3 separate regions of the Sus scrofa genome follow, and all the other regions are linked to region 2. Evidence: chromatin contacts called from public Hi-C and HiChIP or PLAC-seq data. All regions are on one chromosome and are shown on one strand. Each heading gives the region's core, a stretch centred on a gene start, on an enhancer-like site or on the middle of the called end of the contact. The rest is flanking DNA. Distances are from core to core; before and after follow the strand shown.

Evidence for each region. A called contact is a pair of places that touch in the nucleus more often than the background predicts. HiChIP or PLAC-seq counts read pairs in DNA pulled down with a chosen protein or histone mark.
Region 1: a Hi-C map of skeletal muscle shows a contact between it and region 2, with 4 times the contacts expected there. The contact joins the promoter of EIF1AX here to the promoter of RPS6KA3 in region 2. A contact is called at or near these places in 1 of 5 promoter capture datasets (liver), 4 of 47 Hi-C or Micro-C datasets (heart right ventricle, retroperitoneal adipose tissue and skeletal muscle) and 1 of 2 datasets of contacts at active chromatin or transcription factors (alveolar macrophages).
Region 3: a contact with region 2 is called in an H3K27ac HiChIP or PLAC-seq map of alveolar macrophages. The contact joins the enhancer-like site here to the promoter of RPS6KA3 in region 2. A contact is called at or near these places in 2 of 5 promoter capture datasets (fetal liver and liver), 4 of 47 Hi-C or Micro-C datasets (alveolar macrophages, psoas muscle and skeletal muscle) and 2 of 2 datasets of contacts at active chromatin or transcription factors (alveolar macrophages and skeletal muscle).

What each region holds. Positions count from the first base shown.
Region 1 is chrX:16,448,278-16,450,990 of Sscrofa11.1, forward strand. EIF1AX (eukaryotic translation initiation factor 1A, X-linked) reads right to left here and starts at 1,304. Exons shown (of 7, transcript NM_001243218.1): 1 at 1,076-1,304. The coding sequence starts at 1,091.
Region 2 is chrX:16,575,424-16,578,291 of Sscrofa11.1, forward strand. RPS6KA3 (ribosomal protein S6 kinase alpha-3) reads right to left here and starts at 1,431. Exons shown (of 24, transcript XM_021080348.1): 1 at 1,222-1,431.
Region 3 is chrX:16,665,848-16,668,547 of Sscrofa11.1, forward strand. No RefSeq gene overlaps it. Among named protein-coding and RNA genes, the nearest start is that of RPS6KA3, 90 kb to the left of the region's middle. Within about 2 kb of position 1,439, at least 5 of the 83 cell types and tissues checked have an H3K27ac peak or open chromatin away from gene starts, as enhancers often do. A contact at or near this core is called in alveolar macrophages, fetal liver and skeletal muscle, where this site is marked.

The DNA.
Region 1 (2,713 bases), core at 54-2,553, 130 kb before region 2:
ACAAAGAGGAAATGAGGTAGAATCCCTGGACCCAACTGTGAAGTAGAAAAGAGAACAGAGAAGGCCTGGTCAAGGGCAGGGGTCTCAAAGATGAATAACCAGGGGGAAAAAACTGTAACTGCAATGTATACATCTAAGGATGACCTGACCCCCTTGCTGTACAGTGGGAAAATAATAATAAAAAAAAAAAAAAAAGATGAATAATCAAAGGAAACTTGTGGGTTGTGAAGGACAACACTTCTGTAGGAATTACAATGTTCTCCCTGTTTCTACTTCCACAATTTCCTTTGAGAAATTCTAAGAATACTTAAAAGGACAATTTCTTTAGGACTGTTCTGTTTTGACCCAGATTAGGCCTTCCATTTTGGAAATTCCAAATAAACTTATCCTCAAATCTGAGCATTTCTGAATGTTTAGCCTAAGAATGGAAGGAACTTAAAGGTCTTTACTCCCATCCCAACATATACTGATCTAGAGCAAAAGGAGAAAACTTGGCTAAATATGGAACAAGTGTTCTTGGGGGGGGGGGCGTTAAACCGCGTAAAAGGATGGAGAAGAGTAAATCTTTAGGGATGAACCTTAATGAATCAAGGTTTCGTCCACTATTTACAAGGGAGAGGGAGTAGTCTCAATAATACCCAACAACTGTTCATAAAGACACCCATGCTGGCGTACCTGATGGCCACTTAAAGCAGGCATCACCCTCTCAAAGTTAAGAACTGCCGGAAAGGCCAGAAGCGCCCGTCAGAGAAGCCCAGGCCGCCCGTGGGGGCTCTCCCCACAGCTCTTTTTAGTGCCAGGGTCAGTGTGGCGCCAATCCGGAGCAAAAGCACACGTTCTCCCGCAGGAGGCCCTACAAAAATGGCGTCGGCTCCACCCCAATGTGACCAAACTGGAGGGCAGGAGTAACTTCCCAGCTCCTATCCAGAGCCCAGAATCGCGTCCGGATCAACCAGCTGCGTGCACGCAGGGCGGAGAGGAAGGTCACGGCGGCCTAGGCGACCCGGAGGCCGGGGGCAGAGCCGTGGAGACCGAGCCGAGCGGAGTCGTGCTCCCGGGGTCCAGGCGGCATTACCTTTATTCTTGGGCATGGCGGTGACTGCGGCCTCGCGACCTCGCTGACTCCTATCGGGGAGGTGTTGGCGACTCCTCCGGGGGGCGACGGGTGGGACAGCGCAGCAGCAGGCAGGCGCGGGAGACCGGGTCGCGTGCGCGGGAGAGTCTCGCGACCGAGTTCTTCCGAGACCCGCCTGCGCCCACGCTCGGCCGCAGCAAATGGCGTCGCGGCTGCTTGCGTCGCTTTTCCCCGCCTCCCAACGCCAACTGGGCCCGCCCACCTCCCCAGGCCCTACGGCGCAGGCGTGGCTGACTGATGCCTATTGTTAGAGCGGAGGGAGACGCGCTCCCGGAGCTTCCACGGCATTTAGCTCACAGGGGCGGGGCGGTGAGCAGAGTGAAAGCAGAATCTGGGAGGGAGTGGGCGGGACCCAGGCGTCACAGTAAAGGCGGGTTTAGGTAGCGCCCGCTGCTGGCTGACCCCAGACTTCTGCTGCTTTGTGGCAAGCCGGCGAGTCTGGGTTTGAGCTGCTGTTTCATTAACTGCAGTCTCATAGCTCAGTTTTAAAGGGGCCTTTTGATCCGCTCAGTCTGGTTGGGAGTCTGAGAGGAAGGGCTCGGCTTTCCTATCATACCCGTTACCAAAGTGTAATATTTGCGTACATTTGTTATTGTTATAAATATCTGTCCTCCCTACTTCACTGTAAACCTTATTACTCTAATAATAAAGAACATCTACTGCTTACCATTACCAGAATTTAGCAGAATGTGTGGCACATAGTAGGTGATCAATACACATAGGGAGGAAGGGAGGGGAGAAGACAAACTCAGTGTTAGGAGCTGAATTTTATCCTCTTAAAATCTGTTATGTTGAATTCATAACCTCCAATACCTCAGAGCATGTGACTGTATTTAGAGATAGGGTCTTGAAAGAGATCATTTCATCGAAATGAGATAGTTAAGGCAGGCCCTTTAACTGGTGTCTTTATATATAGAGATTAGACACAGGCATAGAGGGGAAGACCTGTGACCAAGGTGGGCAGCTACCTATAAGCCCAGGAGAGAGACCTCAAAAGAAACCAACACTGCTGACACCTTGATCTCAGATTTGTAGCCTACGGAACTGTGAAAAAATAAATTTTTGTTCTTTAAGCCACCGGGTCTGTGGTACTTCGTTGCAGTTGCCCCAGAAAACTAATGCAGCTGACTATGCAGGATGAATAGCTTCACTTTTAGGTAAGCTTATTTAAATAAATCATCTTTCTTCTGACGGGAGGGGGAGGGAGTGGGAGGGATCGGGAGCTTGGGCTTATCAGACACAACCTAGAATAGATTTACAAGGAGATCCTGCTGAATAGCATTGAGAACTATGTCTAGATACTCATGTTGCAACAGAAGAAAGGGTGGGGGAAAAACTGTAATTGCAATGTATACATGTAAGGATAACCTGACCCCCTTGCTATACAGTGGGAAAATAAAATAAATAAATAAATAAATAAATAAATCGTCTTTCTAAACACATGAATATTTTAACATTTTCTAAGGCTATGGGCATACCTACGTGACCAAAATACAGTTGTCAAACACAGTGGTTTTCTAACAGGGACACACGACAGTGTCTGGAGACATTTCTGGGTGTCACAACTGGGGAAGGAGG
Region 2 (2,868 bases), core at 181-2,680:
CAGCTTCAGCTTTTGGGCCTCGCCTACTTTCGGAAAGGCTGAGCCGTAGAGATCTGGGGGCGTCGGCGGGAGGTGGGGGGAAAAGAGGCGAAAGGGAGGAGGTGCGAAAGGCTCGGAGTTTCTAAGCGCCCTGCGTCCTAGCAGATCGAAGGCTCCTCGGGGATGTAGAGAACAGTGGTCCCCGCCCAACTAGGGAGGAGATGGGCGAGGCGCAAGGACTCGGGGAGGGGGCACGGGGTTGTCTTTTCGTCCTGATTATTCCGTGGGTGCATGTGGGCGCGCCAAGGCTATGGACGTATGCCGTAAAGACCCAGAACCCGCCCTCTCCAGGGTCATTCGATGGGCATTCACCTGCCCCTTCACCATCCCGCCCCCCCTCCCCCAGGACTGGGAGACTGAAGGCATCGTGCCCTGGTAGTCGCCTGAGGGTTCGGCTCTCCCTTTGATTCAAGGCTCTCCAAGTTGACGCTCTTGTGTTATATTTTTAATATTTGGAGTTAGTTGGTCTTGCATGAGTCGACACCTCCCCCTCCAAGGCCGCAGAACCCTCGGGCTTCAGGCTCTACCCTCGAAGCGCACCCCCACCCCCGTTCCCCGTTGCTTAAATCTTCATGAAGGAGAAAACAAGGAGGTTCTTTAAGGCTGCCCCTCTCGGCAGAGGTCGGGGAATTATTTTAAAATATCTTGTTGGCAGGAGCCCGGGGTTCCTGCTCTTCTGTTGACTTTAAATAAAAGATTAGATTAAAAATCAGGTTGGCGGTGGGTGGAGGAGGGGAGAGAGGGAGGGGTTCTAACTCCTCCTGCCCGAGATAGGGAAGCCCCAGGTTAAGGAAACCCAAGCCCCAGACGGCGACGGAGCGCAGGAGGACAGGGAGAGCTCAAGGGAAGAGGCCTGGGCGACTGGAGTGGCTCGGGCGGGAGGGGAGGTTCGACCCCTTGTTTCCCGCGCCAGGTGCCGTGGCGAGCTCAGTGCGCCAGGGGAGAAATGTACAAAAGTCGCCGGGCTGAGTGGAAAGCTACTGCAGCCATTGGCTAACCGCCTTACAAGGAGACGGAAAAAAAGTAAAGGGAAACCTCCAGGCCGGCCAATGCCTCCATCCCCTCAGGCCTCGGCCCAGGCGTCCCGAGCCTCCCACGCCCCGCGACCACAGCGCGTCCCCCGCTGCGCTCCCGGTGCACGCCTTTTAACAGCTTTCTTTCATCCTCCCAGGACCCACACACCTGGAGAGCCCTCGCCTTCCTCCCTAACGCAGGTGTGAGGACGAGATTAGAGCTCCACACCTAGCCGGCCAGTCTGCGCGGGCGGAGCAAGGTTTCCCGCTGGCCAGAGAGAGCCAGGTGTTAGGCTCTTTCTCCTGCCTTTGCGGGCACGCCCCTGGGCACAGGCTCGGGAGGCCCGGGAGCCTCGTGGCCACCTGAAGAGGCTTCATCTGTTCAGGCGGCCCGAGGAGGCGGCCGGAAATACTCGCTGCGCGCCCTCTCCCGCAGCCTTGGACTCAGGGGGACAGCTCAGGGTTGAGCAACATCTGGGCAGGCTCAGCGTGGTCTGTGGGGTGGGGGTGGGGAGGACTGAGCTCGTGATTCTGTCACCTCCCCCAACATGCTGATTCAAGTGCTGCAAATCCAATCTGGACCCAAAACTCAGCTAATTTGGCAGCCACCGTCTTTGTAATTCTTGACGGTGAAACCAGCTTGCCAAAGTTGGAAAAGATAGGGAGTTGTGTATTGTTTTGCATTTATGTACAAAGTGCCTCATTTATCTTACATTTATATTGCAAAGCCACATTACCATTCCTTACAGCGAAAAGAAGTTGGTCAATTTCGTTAGTTTAAGGTAAGTTACCCCCCCAACAATGCTCAATTATTCCAATTAACATTCTTTCTTTAGTAAAACATACATAGTTGAAAAGAGAGTTATTATGTGTCTAACACCGCCCAGCGTTAATTACTCCACTCAAAGAGTGAACTAACCTTTTTTAAGTAAATCAAATTGTATATTGAAAAGCTGATTTCAGTATCAACTTTTATTCATTTCTTTTTATCTTGAAAACTAGAGAAATAACTTAAAACAGTGAGTTGATCTGTAAAAGTAATGTGAACAGTGGTCATATTGCAGGAATTAAGCATTAAAGTAACTTAATAATGGGCCAAACTACCAGTAGCACAGCTGTCTTGCAGATAAAATCAACTTGATAAGTATTTGTGAATTGATTTGGGGAAAACACTATTCTCCTTCCTTTTGGCCGAAAAGAAAAGAAAGTGATTTTTTTTTTCCTTTTGGTTAACAATATTTTTAAAATTTATTTCATTCATTTATTAAATCCAAGAGCAGTGCAGCCACTCTTTCTGGCTGAGAGAATTTGGGGAAATCTGGGGGATTTTTCTTAGGTGACAACCAAAAGATTTATTTGAATGTAGAAGGTGATTTTACCCTGGGCAGGATTACTTTTTTTTTTTTTCCTGTTTAAGAAATGAAAATTCTTAGTTCTTTAAAGAATAGCTGCCTCTAGAGATCACCTGTGCAAGCTAATATGTTAGCCCCTAGCCACACAGTGATTCTTGATCAGTGAAAGTTGGCTGGTCGCTATTGAGACACGCTGTAAGTGTAATATTCACACCAGATTTTAAAGACTTAGTACCCCCAAAAAATGTAAAGTATCTTATTAGTAATTTTTGTAATGACTACAAATTGAAATGATATTTTCAATGTATTGAGTTAAATAAAATACGTTGCTAAAATTAATTTCCTGTTTCTTTTTATTTTAATGTGGTTACTATAAAATGTACACTTACATACATGGCTTACTTGTCCAGAAATTTCTATAAGACAGTGCTGCTTTAGAACTTTCCTTTAACACTGAGCCTTTT
Region 3 (2,700 bases), core at 189-2,688, 90 kb after region 2:
GCCAAAATGGTACTCATTTTTATGAAATTCAATCTGGAATCATCCTTGGGGATTTTGAAAGATGCAGTTCACTTTTTAGAACCTGGCTTTGGAAAATATTTTGGCTTGGCATTGTAGATATTTTGTTTTTAATCTGACAAATCTTTTCAACTCTCATTACTAGTTTTTCTTTCACCAGAAGGAAGGAGGTGTGCTAAATATTTTCCAAATCGATTTCTTAGAAACAAAACAGTTTGTTTTACTAACTGCCGAGGAAAGCCTAAGTAAGAGCTATGCTTGCGATAGTACGAATAGATTTCGGAGCGCTTTCTCTCTTTTTTGACATATCAGATTTCAATGGCATAAACTGCCATTTCGGGTTCAAAATTTGTTTTTTTAGTTCCCTTTAACACCTTACTCTTAATTTCCACCAATGTTACACCTACACAGATGGCAAATACTGAGAAGTGTTATCAATACTGTTTCCACAGAGCAGGGAAGCTGTCAAATGTTGACGGAAGGGAAGAATTTGGTCTTTATAACAGACTAGTGGGTCTTCGCTGTCTCAGCAATTAGGATTCAAAAATCCTCAGTCCTGTATATCACCCCATGAAAGTGCAAAATAAAAATAGGAATTGTTGCTGCTTTAGCATATGTAGGTACACATTAATTCAGGTAAGAAAGGAATGTGTTACCTAAGGCCAGAGAGGTTACTTCCATTACCCTGGGCAGGAGCTTTAACTGGAAGGGCACTTTCTAAATTTCCGGAGGAGCCCACAGAAATGACAGACAGTGAAGAGTCACAGACTTTTCTGAACAGAATTTTGTGGCAAAACATGGAAAACAGGGAAAGCATTTCATGTTTTATCCATGTGCTCGGTTTTGCCAATATTGGCTGAATGTTGCATAACAACACAGTAGCTGTACTTACCGCAGCTGTCGTTTAAGGAATGTGGCAGATTTGCTTGACTTAAAAATTCTTCCAGCAAAAATTCCATTTTTTACTTTAGGAATTTTACTTAGGAATTGGGGCGAAGGCTCAGAAAAACGCAGACTTGAATGCCCAGTGCTATTTTCCTGTCCCATCCGCTTCCCTGCTATTTGGGCTCAGGGAGGGCACACTAGGGACGGGACCCCAAGGGGCTGGACGGGCCGAGGGGGAAAACTATGAGCTTCACTCAGGGTGGCGGTGTCTGTGAAGCTGGTGGGCAAAGAGAATCAACTCTGTTGAAGGTGGGGCGGGAGGTGCTCACCCTGAAACAAGGTGAAGGAAAGGACCAAGGCCAGCTGCCTAAGAAGGACTCGGGAAGCCTAGGGTGGGAAAGTGAGCCTGCGGGAATTTTGGAGCCCAAGTGCACTTTCTGTGCAGTGGCCTTTCAGGGTCTCACGGGTGGCGTGGGCATCGAACTCTTCCTTCTCTCCCTTTCCTCACAGCTCCCTTTCACCAGGTGACCTGGTGTGGAACTCTGAAAATCTAAGAGCTCACCCATCTGGAATGTGAAGAGGCAGCATCTAGATAAGAGGGTTTGGATTACAGGAGTGAAATGAGGCTGTTTTTTCCTTTTTTTTTTTTTTTTTTTTTTTTTACCTCCTATCGACTTGGTTGATCAAAAAAAAAAATGTTGTCCAATCTACCTCACAAATATTTACCATTTTAACCACTTTTAAGTGCACAGTTTTGTGGCATAAAGTACACTCGCATGGCTATGCAGCCGCCACTAGCATCCATCTCCAGAACGTTTTCATCTTCCCAAGCTGAAACTCTGTCCCCCTTGCACCGGAACTCCCGGGTCCCCTTTGCCCCCGGCCCCTGGCAACCAGCATTCTGTTTTCTGTCTCTAGGTGCCTCATCTCATCATTTTTGCAAGCATAAAACTCCTTCACTTTGCTCCATACTGGCTGGTTGAGGGCTTGCATTTGACTGTAGATACTCCTTATGGGGACAGACCCAAGGGGGTCTGTCCAGTTGGGCAAATGCTGCCTGCACCAGGTTGCACATCATCCTGCCTGTGTGCCCGTGTGGACCGGACCGGGGAAGGGGCCAAGGGGAAGCCGCTGTTTCAGGCTGGAGTTTGGGATGGAGACTCCCCTTGTATTTTGGTTACTCACGGGTAGACAGAGGAAGTTGAATTTTAAAAGCTGTTTAATGAGGGAATGGTGAGGGCTGGGCAAACACGATTAGTCACGCAGCTCCCGGCCGAGGTTATTTATTCTCCGGAGAAGCCCAGTGCTGGTGACGGGGATGGATCGCTGATCGAGAAGCTGAGTAAATTTGACCAAGAGGCCTGAACCGAGGGGGAAACTGGTCTCTCTCTGAGGTCTATTGACACTGAATAGAAACGTGGGCTTAATTCCAATTTGTTTCCTAGCAAAATAAATACACAAATATCAAGGGAACTTCCTTGTTTTCAGAAAGAGGAAAGAGTCGAAGCTATTACAAGTATAAAAGGCAAATGAAAAGGAGATGAGTGGTTTTGAGGATACGATAAAAATATCTCGGTAGGCAGTTCCACATAAGTGTAAAAGGATACTCTGAAATCTTTCCCGGCTGCAAGGGCGAGGAGGAGTGAATTACATTCCCCAGAAAGGTTGTGGGTGGGATTATATTCGCGGACATGCTGGGCTTGAACACCGTGTGGACCAAGTCACAACATAAACCTTAGGAAAAACGTGTTCTTTTTTGCTAAAATCACGACAAACTCATCTCTCTTAAAATGCCGA